Linked DNA regions of Zea mays: region 1 is linked to region 2. Evidence: chromatin contacts called from public Hi-C data. All regions are on one chromosome and are shown on one strand. Each heading gives the region's core, a stretch centred on a gene start, on an enhancer-like site or on the middle of the called end of the contact. The rest is flanking DNA. Distances are from core to core; before and after follow the strand shown.

Evidence for each region. Hi-C and Micro-C count contacts between places; a contact is called where the count stands out from the background.
Region 1: a contact with region 2 is called in a Hi-C map of ear, with 3 times the contacts expected there. The contact joins the promoter of LOC100273203 here to the promoter of LOC103640775 in region 2. A contact is called at or near these places in 4 of 25 Hi-C or Micro-C datasets (bundle sheath, ear, endosperm and 1 more).

The regions. Positions count from the first base shown.
Region 1 is chr10:6,541,338-6,547,551 of Zm-B73-REFERENCE-NAM-5.0, reverse strand. LOC100273203 (VAMP protein SEC22) reads left to right here and starts at 3,439. Exons shown (of 1, transcript NM_001147646.1): 1 at 3,439-4,463. The coding sequence starts at 3,557. The coding sequence ends at 4,198. LOC100191404 reads left to right here. Exons shown (of 10, transcript NM_001136838.1): 10 at 369-788. The coding sequence ends at 487.
Region 2 is chr10:6,002,824-6,009,026 of Zm-B73-REFERENCE-NAM-5.0, reverse strand. It overlaps LOC103640775 (transcription repressor OFP13), which reads right to left and starts at 3,932. Exons shown (of 1, transcript XM_020545946.3): 1 at 1,627-3,932. The coding sequence starts at 3,243. The coding sequence ends at 2,230.

The DNA.
Region 1 (6,214 bases), core at 2,190-4,689, 540 kb before region 2:
TATACAAGTACTTAGATTTATCACATAATTTTTTTATTAGCGATGGTAGAAAGTGTGTTTGTGATGTCGCCTGTGTCTTAAATGGCAAATTGAAGATCTGCTAGGGTGTTGTGTTTTCCCTCAAATGTTAACGAGGCGAAAGAAAATTATGAATGCACCAACAACTTGTTCCAATTTTCAGTACTTCATTCAATGATGAATTGACAAATGTCATATGGGGTGGCGGTGCAATGAACATTGATCTCTGTATCCGTTTTCCTTCTCATTATATGGTATAATTTTTGAGTAATCAACAGTTTCATAGAGACAATCGCACTGGCTTTCATCTTGTTTTATTATATGACTGTAGCACTGTTTTTAACTTCCAGGAATCTTGTTCAACGTTCGAAGAACCCTCACAAGTACATCAAATACACACAAGAAGAATTGGATCAATTGTTGGGTCAGTTCTTCCAAGGACACTAAGCTGGTGAACAGAAGCAGTTAACACAGAGCAGTATAGGGAGGGAAAAGCCTTGTCTAGGTAAAGTTTTGTACCACAGCTTATGTCAAATGTTTCTACAGAAGAACTACCTACCCTTTTGTTTGCACGCCCGTAAAATGGCACTGAACTACTGATGTAGCCTAACTATGGCTCCTCCACAACACCTGTATCGCGAAGGACTCACGTTCTTTTACTACTTGGCTGAGGCTGAGTACTGTTCCATGCTAACGTTTGAGAAGACATTGGCATATATGCAACCTCATGAGTCAGGATCCTGTTCCCGATATCAATTTGTGGAGTTAATAATTTTCTAGTCAATTATATGTTGTTTTTGCTCATGATGTTGATCTTCATATTGGATGTCTGAAGTGTCACGGCGTCACGCAGCGTAGGAGTTTTAGCCTTTTTTTAACAGGAAATCAGAAATGACAACTGCGACTCTTGTCTGTCTTGCATTTGTTGAGCTACATTTGTTGCAGTTACTTTTTGTGGGTTCCTTTACCATCGCTAGTAAATCTATACTACAGTGGGTAATGGTAGGTTAGGAAATCTTGGTCCGTTAGGGGAGTAAATCGAGTCAACGTTTTCAGTAGTTTGACGGAGTAAATTGAGTCAACCTTTTTGTTGAGTGAATATGTTATAAAAACTTCTTTAGAGCAAATTAATTAGTATAAGGCCCCATTTATTTCATTGGAATTAAATTCTAATCTAATAATAATAATAATAATTTAGACACAAACTAATTAAGTCAATATATTTATATATGTAATATATTTGTATATTATTTTAAATCATATGAGAGAAATGATTATACACCACACTTATGCTATAGATAAGCAAATAAAAGAGTATGCTAAAAGTTGTATATTAGGAAAGTATTATGTAAATTTATAGAATCAATTTTCGTCTCTGACCTATGAATTTGAAATAGATTTGTATATAAACTTTGGAAACTCTTGAAATGTTATATTCTAAAAACATAGTATACTTTATTAGTTAAATTTTAATTCTTTAAAATGAAGTGAAACAAATGGGACCTAAGAAATAGTGTTTTGCGTGATAATATGTATGGTTTAATGGAGACAACCTAATTTTGATTGTGTGGGATGGGAACACCATTCATGGATCGATCTTGTGTGATTGGAGCCCTGGATGTGGATGCTGGTGGGCGGCTGCTCCTGCGCGTGCGTTAAATTCAGATGAGTAGCGCTAGACGGCTAGGTACTACTACGCGCGGTAGTACTGGTGTACTCTGGTAGCCCCAGATATGACGGAGAAGCGGCCGCGGCCCGGACGCTACGCCACACGCGAGGCTCGTTCTTCCTTTTCCTCCTCAGTCCTCAGTCCTCACTCACGTAGTCAGTCCGGAAGATGAGCGGTGCGGGTGCGCGTGTAGTACGCTGCAGCCAGCCAGGCGGGCGGTCCGCGTGGGTCCTTGCCTCCTTGGCTTGCGCTGCACATGGGATCGGGGGGTGGATGTCGCCGACGCCGCGTCTCCCCACCCCCGTACCCAACACAGAGAGATAGAGAGAGAGAGACATTGGCCGGTCGGTCGGTTGTTTGGATGTTTTCGTTCATGACCAGGAAGAAGAAGCTTCTTGTTTCCGGGTGCGTGTACCCAGACCCAGAGCACATGCACACACGACCTGGAGATACGGCCCACCACACCAGAGCACGCGAACCACATGCGTACGTACCCAGCTCGCCACGCCGCCACCCTTCCTCTCAGAGAGCCGACGCTACAGGCGCCGTTCCATGCCAGCAGCACTTGGCGTTCAACGCCCATCCATGGCGCGTGCAGGTTCCCCGCGGCGGCGGCGGCGGCGGCTGCCAACTCTGCCTTCCCTATCTCTGCCGCGCGCGCGCGCGCGGGGCGTAGTGAAGACTGGAGAGTGTGTGTGTGGTGCGGCCGGACCGGAAAAGCTAGCGGCACCTGAAAGTGAAAGCAACGAGGAGCCGGCCGGTACTGTCTGTGCGTCGTGGTATAGTAGAGGCGAAGATGGTGAAACTGCTCCCAACCAAACCAACCACACGGAACCAAACCGACGCAAGAAAGAACGGATGGGAACGTTACGCTTTCGACTAGTACTTTACTCGCATCGCAGTCGACCGAACTAACCTTGATTAGTTTCGGGGCCGGCCAGCTGACCGAGCGAGCGAGAGAGAGAGAGATCACAACTAATAAAGCACGCTCGCTGCTGCCCGGGTGCGTCGTCAAGTCTCCTAATCCTAACCGCAGCCAATAATAATGTAGCATGATGTCAGCGGGTCATCATCACTAGTCCTCCCTTCGCTTCGCCTGACGGGACTACGACTCTACCTGCTACGAGACACGGAGAGAGAGTAGAATGCACACAAGAGAAGAGACAGACACGTTGAACTGCAGGCGCGAGGAAAAAAAGCCCCCCCTCGGAACTTCACTGGCAGCCCGCAGCCTATTAAGGGCCTGTTTGTTTACCCCAATGAATTATATAATCTGGATTATTTTTTGGGGATTATATAATCTGGATTATATAATTTGGATTATATAATCTGAGTAGTCCTGTTTGTTTACCCAGATTATCTGGCGTGTTTCTGTTGGGCGGCGGGCTTCTCCGATCCGATAGGCGCAAAAACGATTCGGTATATTATAATGGCAATGGTGGGTAATTTCTAAGAAACTTGAAAGGGTAGTGGGAAGTGGGAAAAAAATAATCTGAAATAAGCACCTCTTCACTTGCTTATGGATTATTATAATCCAAGGGGTTAGATTATATAATCTGGACAAATAAGCTAGACTGTTTGTTCGCCTCTTAGGATTATTTAATCCAGATTATATAATCTGGGGGTAAACAAACAGGCCCTAAAAACTCCCTCCTCCCCTCCAGCTTTATTACGCACCTTCACATAACACTGCAAAAGCACTCCTCTCTTCGTCCTCCCCCTCCCTCCTCCATCCCATTCCATACCATTCCGCCAAAGAAGAACCACAGACGCTCGCTCCCAACTCCCAAGCCAAGCCGGATCCCAAAATCGGCACAGCGCACCCACTCCGCTCAGTCCCTTCGTTCACCCCCATCCATCCAGCCAGCCATGGGCGGCAAGGACTGCGGCAACCACGGCGAGGACGACCTGCGGCGGTCGTGCCGGCGCCTGCTAGCGATCCTCCTAGTCCTGGCCCTGATCGTGGGCGTGATCGCGCTGATCATCTACCTGGTGGTCCGCCCCACGCACCCGCGCTTCTACCTACAGGACGCGTCGCTCCAGCAGCTAGACCTCTCCAACTCCACCACCCCGTCCTCCTCCCTCCTCTCCACGACGCTGCAGGTGACGCTGGCCTCGCGCAACCCGAACGAGCGCGTGGGGGTGTACTACGACCGGCTGGACGTGTACGCGTCGTACAAGTACCAGCAGGTGACGGTGGCCGCGGCGCTGCCGGCCGTGTACCAGGGCCACGGCGACGTGGACGTGTGGTCGCCCGTGCTGTCGGGCCCCGGCGTCCCCTTCGCGCCCTACCTCGCCGACGCGCTCCGCCAGGACTGCCAGGCGGGCTACCTCGTCCTCCAGGTCAAGGTCGACGGCCGCGTGCGGTGGAAGGTCGGCAGCTGGATCTCCGGCCACTACCACCTCTTCGTCACCTGCCCCGCGTTCCTCGTCACCGCCGGCGGCAACGGCGCGCCCGGCGCTTCCGGGTTCAGGTTCCAGACCACCACCTACTGCCACGTCGAGGTTTAAATTAGGAGCGAGAGGAGGGGAAGGAAGCAGAGAGCCAGAGACCATGGTGGCTACCTCTCTAGCTGCTGCTCCACCTCCTGCCGTTGCCTGGTGCGGTAATAACTCTCTCTCTTTCTATCTGTCCGCTGCTGGCGTTACTGCTGCTGCAGTGATGCGGGATGTAAAGGAGGGGTAAAAAAAATTCCTTTCGTTCTAGCCCCTTGTTTTTTTCATCTTCTCCTTCACCTTTCCATATACTACTAGTATGCTCTGTCGACTGTTGTTCAAAGGAAGCTTCCAATTGTCAATAAACATTTTGGATCGGAGGATCAATCGCAATTAACGGCGCAGCCAGCGAAGTGGTCACACGTTGATCTCGGAGCCAGATCGACCGTCTTTGGCGAATGGGTGGGGTATCCCTCGTTCGTTTGACCCTAAAGCTAGACGCAACAAGCGCGTGATCTAGGTAGAGTTTGGAGTTTTGCTTGGGGGCAAGGAGCCAGCAGATCAGATTTGGTGTGGGGGAAGCCGGGAACCCCAAGTAGAAGTACACACACAGCAAGCACATGGGGACTCTCCTTCTCCTGTGGTGATCGTCCTCTACTGCCCATGCCAAAGCGGTGGTTGGTCGCCCAGCAGCACTCATCATTCTTCTTCTCTCTCTCTGTCTGTGTGTGTCTCTGATCCTCACTCAACAGCAGCACACAGCTGTAGCTTCACTTAGCCAGCAAGGAACACCATATTGGGCGTGCATGGTCATATACTCACCATGTGGTGTGTCAGCTGGTTTCCTTCTGTTTTGTAGTACTACACTAGTAGGAGTTGTGCCAGTTTGCCGATGCATCCGCATGTGCAAGTCTGCAGGTGGTAGAAGCATCTATATTCTCTTCTGAAAATGAAGAAGAAAAAAAAAATCACGACTAGAGTACACGGCTTAGTAGTAGTAGTATTATTTAGAAATTTGACGTGGGAATCTGTTCCTGCCCATACAGTAGTAGTAGCCTAGTAGTAGGAGTAGCGAGCGACAGTAGACAAGTCACAACTCACAAGTGCCGCCGGTAGCAATTTTTTTTTTTTGCATTCCCAAAAGAAAGCTCTTTCCTTTCTTCGATGTACACTCTCGGTGGCACCGTTTCCTTTTCTTTGTCGTGCTTCAACTTTGCGCAAAAGTTTTACTATTTTTTGCGAAGAAATATATAAAAAAGAGAGCATATTCAATGTGGGGGTGGCAATGAATGACGATCGACAGGTGCCGGTGTGTGTCGATGGAGCTAGTGCCATCCGCGCGCGTGTGGGGGCCTGGCCCCCCATCCATATGGCCTGCAGCTGCGGAAGCGGAACGATACGCATTCAATTCCAATTCGATTCGATTCAATTTAATTCAAACCACTCTGAAGACCATGCGCCTCCTCCCTCTGGGTAGGCAGGCAGGCAGCTGAGCGATGTGGACCACCCTACTGAACACGATGGCACGGCCAATTGGCCAAACCAGGAGTACTCAATTTACGCTGTGCAGTGCAGGTTAACAAAAAAAAAAAAAAAACCGGCGACTCTTTTCCGAGACTCGAAGACTTGTCCTCCGCCATCCGCATGTGGCTGCCGCGTCGCTTCTCTTTCTTTTTTTTGCTTCCACCGCTTTGAGTCCCGTTTGCTTACAGCGCGAAGCAACCCCCCATGCGTCGTCGTCTGTGGGCGTGTTTGGTTCGGCTTTTTTCTGACCAGCTTTTCTGAAAAGCTGGCTGTGGGGAAAAGCTGGCTGTTGGGAAAAGCTGGTGGTTAGAATTTAGGTGTTTGGTTCGCCAGCTGTGCAGAAAAGCTGTTCGTGAGAATCTACGTGTTTGGATAATCAGATTCTCATATTGCAGATTCTGTTCGAACAAACGATAAAATGAAACCCATAACGAACAAAAGGTCATTACACAATAATTAGTGGAGTTGATTACATCATAAGTACTGTTACATTGACATACTTAACTACGACACTAATGCATTAGCAATTGCATCTCGAAAAGCACTCATGTCTAACTCATCAGATGT
Region 2 (6,203 bases), core at 2,683-5,182:
GTGGCACAGTTAGACACGAACCAAACAAGTCCTAAATATAGTCTAACATAAACTTACTTACACGGATAAATATTAAACTTTATGTGATAAACTTAATTATACGAATGCAGGGGTGTACCTTGTTTCTCGTCGCCAAGATACGCTACCATGGTTTTTTTCTCAGCAGAGGCTGCTGGGTGGGTGCGTGCGTGCGGCAGGCCGGCAGCACACGGCCTCGCGCTTCGAGCTCCCTGGGGCTTGTGGGCTGAGGGAGTGGGAGTGGCGAGTGCCGGCGTGGGCGAGTGGCAGGGATCGTCGGAGCTTTTCAGGTGCTGGCCGGGCACCGGGCAAGCACGAAGGGACGGACGACCGGTATGATGATGCGGTGCCCGCCGCCCGGCACTAACCGCGCAGCGCATGATGACGCATCTCGAGGATGACGACGAGCTGCCTTTACCAACGCCGTCTCCGACTCTCCGTGCAGCCGGTCAACTGCGGGCGGCGGACGTACTGCTGGGCCGGGCGTGCTTCTTCTACTCTGGGCCTCCGTCGCTCCAGCCACCAAGCGTATTTGGAGGTCTGGAGCCCAAGCTGACGAGAATTAAATTTAACCGGACCGGACCGGACCGGGGCGTCTTGGTCCGGGGGCGCGGCTTGCGTCCTCCTCGATGGCGACATGGATGAATGCGCCGCGCCGCGCCGCCTCTCCGAGATCGATGCGGTACCGGAACTGGATCCGTGCAGGTCAACCGTCTAGAGCACGCGAGGCAGTCACACAGTCGCAGGCGGAGCGCGGCGTGACTTGCGGCCCTGCGTGCGGTGGCTTCGGACTCGGGCGATGCATGCAAAGGGCGCCTCCGCGGTACACGCAACGTAAGCGTGGTCAAGGTATCACAGCATCACCATGGACACACTTGTGAACAGTCGCTGCGCTCTATGAAAAGCATTTTTTTTCTTTTGTGCTCCTGATAACGGCTAGTCCAACCCTAATTAACCAGCGGATGCATGCATGGCGCTGCTGCAGCTGCACGGAGTCGGTGGACCGGTGACCGGACGATCCGATGGGACGCAACGAATAAACCGCGCTATCCATCACTTGTGCCCTGCTGCCGCTCTTGTCACGTCTCCGCAAGTTGAGAGCCTGGGACCTCACTCGAACGATGGCAACAATTTGTGGTGTGTGCAGCTGTGCGCCCCCGCCCCATATACGTGAACTAGCGGTGCTGCTCACACTTAATTAATGGCAGGTGGGGGCCGCCGGTCCTGTGATCTTCGGCAGGCAGACGATGACTCGCCTAATTAATCATGGCTTTGTAGTAGTACTACTACTACTGTGCAACTATATATATACATACTATACTATATATGCATGTTCAGTAGGAGTATGGTGTTTCAGTATGCACGCACATAAATACACGCACATGCATGCTTCCATCAGCTGCTGGTACCTACCGGTCGTCGTCGTCGGCCTCACCGTACGTACCTACCGGTCGGTGCGGTGCCTGAGACTGAGATCAACCTAAACTAGGCCCCGGGGATTGGAGGTGTGATAGCATGCAAACACCGACGATTAATTATGCTCAGTCAGCTGGCAGGGGTCGTTGTTCGGCGGCCACCGGTTTCATTTGCCATAAATACCGGAGCTGCTGGCAGGAGTAGAAATTAAGGTCTTTATACATTTATACCCGTACTGGAAATAAAAACCGTTGATTTTTTTTTCTCTCCCTCTCTCGAGAGAAACCCTCTACCTACACTACACTACACGTACAGGTACAGTTACTTGTACATTGCATTGGATCCTTCGATTCGATCCGCACCAACCAACTGCTCCTACTACTACTAACTCTACTATTGCTACGCGCACCTGTACTACATGGCGAGAGAGTGTTAGTGACAGCGTCCAGTTAATTTAATCATCCTGTTGTCGTTAGAACACTAACCATCAGCAGCTGCAGGAGCCAGGAGGTAAAGGTCTGGAGATTAGCAGGTCATCTACTCAAGCGATCGACAGGCCACGCGCAGTGGGTGGAGCACTACTGGTGGTGGCGCGGACTGCGGGCACGACCGATCACCGTCGTCGCTGCCAGCAGTACAGGGCCAGCGCTTGCATGCTGCCTCCTCATCCTCCACCACGTGCACCTGAACGTCGGCCGGAGGCGGCGGCGGCGGCGGAGGCTGTGACGGCGTCGCCGGCGACACTGCCACAGCTGGTGGTCGTAGCGGCGGCGGCGGCGGCCGTGCAGCTGCAGCTCAGCTGCAGCCGGTGCTGGTGCTGCTCGTGGTGGTGGTGCTGGTCTCGGCGGCGGTGCTGGAGGGAGGGGAGGAGGAGGAGGAGGGCGAGGACGTGGACAGGCCGAGGAGCAGGTCCACGAAGGCGCCCACGATCAGGTGGTGGTGCTGCTTCCCGTTGATCCGGAGGTACCACGCCAGGAGCTCCTCCAGCTGCGCCCAGTCGCGGAGCCCGTGCGCCGACACCATCTCCTCCATGGACGCCCGGAAGTCGCCGTACGGGTCGCCCGAGTCCACCGCCACCGCCACGCTGCGCTCCGCCAGAGACGACGACACCGCTGCCGCCGCCGCCGCCGCCGTCGTCGGTTGCCGCTGCTTCTTGACGCCGTCGCCCTCGTCCGCGTGCGTTGCCGTTGCGTCTTCCTCCTCTGTCGGCCCTGGGACTGGGACTGGGACCGGGACCGTCTTCTTCCTCGCCGGCGTCTCGGCGGCGGCCGCGGCCGTGGTGGCGAGGATGGAGTTGGACGCCGGCAGCGGGCCAGGCTGCGGGTCGAAGAAGAAGCGGTCGGTGGACGTGCGGCCCAGGCTGCGGATCACGGCCTCCTCCGACCACTCCTCGGACGCCGTGGTGGTCGAGAACCCGTCGTCGTCGTCGTTGTCGTCGAGGTAGAGCCCCGCCACCTCCTCCTCGTCGTCGCCGTCGCCGGCGAGGGAGAAGAAGAAGTCGTCCGCGGCGGGGTCGTCCAGGAAGACCGAGTTGACCGTCTTGTACATTTCGCCGGGCGGCGCGCCGCGGCCCATCGCAGCCGGCTTCCGGTGGACGGATCGACTGGCTGCTGCTGCTGCTGCCGTGGGCGGCGTCGCCGTGCAGCAGGGCTCGTCGTCGTCGCCGCCTGCGCCTGCGCGGAAGGAGGTCGTCTGCGGGTTGGTTCCGCAGGCCGACCACTGCCACGGCGTGGCGGCGGCGGACGTGGAGGTGGGGGCGGCGGAGTCCACGAGCCGGGAGAAGATGGAGACCAGGCCGTTCTTGCCCATTTCTGGGACTGGGACTGGGAGAGGAGGGCCGCTGGATGGATCGACGGGGTGGATGGAATGGATCGGAGCGAATTGTTGCCCTCGAGTTCAGCTCGAACGAATTGAAGACCAGAGAGGGCAGAGAGGGCGAGGAGCTCAGGTGGTTGAGGAGATGGGTGGGAGCAGCAACAGCAAGCGGCCGGAGAGGAGGACTGAGGCGAGGCAGCTGAGCGCGTGCAAGCAAGCTCTGGCTGGCTGGCTGCAATTAAGGGAGGAAGCGAGAAGAACATGGGGGTGGGCCCGTGGCTCATGCATATGATGCCCGTACCTGTGCTTCTGTTCGTTAATTAGATGGTGATTAGCAGACTGGACGCCATTGGGCGCAAGAGACGACTGTGCCATTTCTTCCTTTGTTTTTCAAAGAGAACTGTGCCATTTTTCCTTTTTCTTTTGGTAGACGAGACACAGCTTCTCCAGCACAAGGGATGCCAAGTTCAAAATTTGGCAAGTTGTTTCGCACCAAAATTCACCTGTAAGAGCATCTCCAAGAGAATCTTCATTTTTGACTATCTATTTGACTCTCTATTTATCTTTTCATACGTATTATACTATATATGTAGCATCTTCATTCTAACAGATTATCTATCTAGTTTCACTAGTAAGGTGGCTAACCAAATTTGGCTAGTGAGGGAGCCAATTTGGAGAGTTGAATAGTTTGACGAGTCAGATAGCTAGTCTGTTAGAGAGTTATTTTATTGTTGAATAGCTAAAATTTAGCTTGGTGGGTCATTTAGCTAGTCTCTTGGAGATGCTCTAACCATCACACCGCTGAGTCCTCTGCTCACGTATTCGGTATTCCTGCGACAGAAGCGGCTGCAGCTGAAAATGCCGAATAAAGTCCACATTTTAGCACGTCAGCTTGCCTCCAAATTTAGTAGTTTTCCCGCTACTCTGGGAAATCGCCCTATCAAATAGGCTTTGATGGCACGAATGTATTCCCCGTTTCATTCGGATTGGTCGGCCAAGCGCGTAAGTTTATTTTTATGCGACGTGCTGTTTACTCGAGATCGGTTTAGTTGACTCAGGTCACTTGTCGTGGTGCATTTAGAAGACAATCCGCGGTGCGGGCAAGAGAGGCTTTAGATGGTTTAGTTAGTGTTAGTTATTTCGTGGCTTGGCCTATGTAAACAATTAAATAAGTTTTAAGATTCATATTAAATAAACTATATGTTATGGTGTAGTATTATACGAGATGTGGATTAAATGCTAATTCAAACTTTTATGATTGAATTTTATCTGGGTCTCTCAACATGATGATTTTGAGAATATGATGGAGACGTCTCACATGTGTATCATGTGTGTCACCACTAAGCTGAGGTGTAGTATGGTCGTGGTCTTTTCATCGCTCGCTTTCCTCATGCCCCCTTGGATTTTCTAGCTCACCTATACAAGGTTTGTCGCCATGCCATCGTTCTCATTTTATCTCAACCCTCCTTTGTTGTTAGCCTATTTTCCCATTCTAGTTCTTGCGCGAATATCACTGGGAGAGCATACCTCATCAATAAGTGTTGCCCTAGGGTTTACTTGCTCAAGACTATGGCGATTGAGCTAGAATGAGGAGAGGACAAATGGTACTATGGGATGAAGAAGGCAAGAGGAGAAAGATTACTTTTGGCAAGTGCGACAGATTGTGAGAGGAAGTAGAAGGAATAAGAAACATCATACTCATACTTAAATATAATTTCGCTCACTGTCTCTCAACTACCAGGTGCAAAACCAAAGTTTCACATGACCTGTACAGTTCGGGAGTCATGCGACATTATAACTACACAAAGTTGTAATTGTTGACCAATACGGTTGAAACACACAATATCCTTGGCGCCCATGGTAGATCTATTCTACCAGGCATTTTTGGGAAGAGTGCCCCCACCTGCAGCCCCCTTAGGCATGTGCCTTATTCTACTTCATAGTTTTACCATTTTCTCGCAACTGTCAGGCTTCACTCTTAAAGCATCATATGACTCATTAAAAATGGAGAGACATGCAAAATAACCACACCACGACACATCAACTCCTAGGTAGGCCTCTAACAAGACATTTATTAGGATGTCAACTAGAGCTCTAACCAAAATCAAAGTAGAGGGGGATCTAGTCGGTCCTTTTGCTCAATCAGTTTTTGAGCGTGAAAACTTAGCCTTCGCTCCTATCAATCCATCACACAAGGTATTACGCTTCCATGATCCAAACCTCTATCAATTGATTGTATTTTTGTAGCCATTGTTGAGCCTCCAACCTAAACCCTTGATCCTACTATATAAATTTCTCGATACGTTACGTGATGATAATTTTATTTTCCCCATTATATTGCAGCTATCTATGTGCTCAATATGTGAATTGTTCAAAGTATAGGTTCAGCTTTTTATTTGGCTTTGAAACCCATCACCTCATGCGGATAATGCTCTCCAAGCTTGGGTTAGCTTGTCTGTATCGATAGTTAAAGAAATAGAAAACATACAAGCATGTAGAGAAGTGTGTTGGAAACTGAAACAGAGTTTTAGTTTTCGTATTTAGCATTTTAGGAATAAAAATGTAATATAAATAGAGAGACTAAAAATTAGTTCTTAGAAACCAAATACCCTCTTAGTTGTGCTTTACCATCTAATAAAGTAATGTGTACTTAAGGGTGCAATTAATAGTTATCTGGACTATTAGATGAGGGTGTTTGGATGCACTAAAACAACTAATAACTGAACAATTAGCAAGCCTGTTAGCTGAACTTAGGGCTGGAAAAAAGTTCGAAGCTCACGAGTCGGCTCGAGCTCGGAGTCGCTCGGTTCGGTTTGGAGCGGCTCGCGAGCATCGAGCGAGCCAAGCCAAGCCAAATTTTTGAGCTTGTTGGGGGCAACGAGTCTAGCCGAGTCGAGCCACTTTGGCTCGCAAGTTGCACAAAATTAATCAGCCTACATAATAATGATAGATAT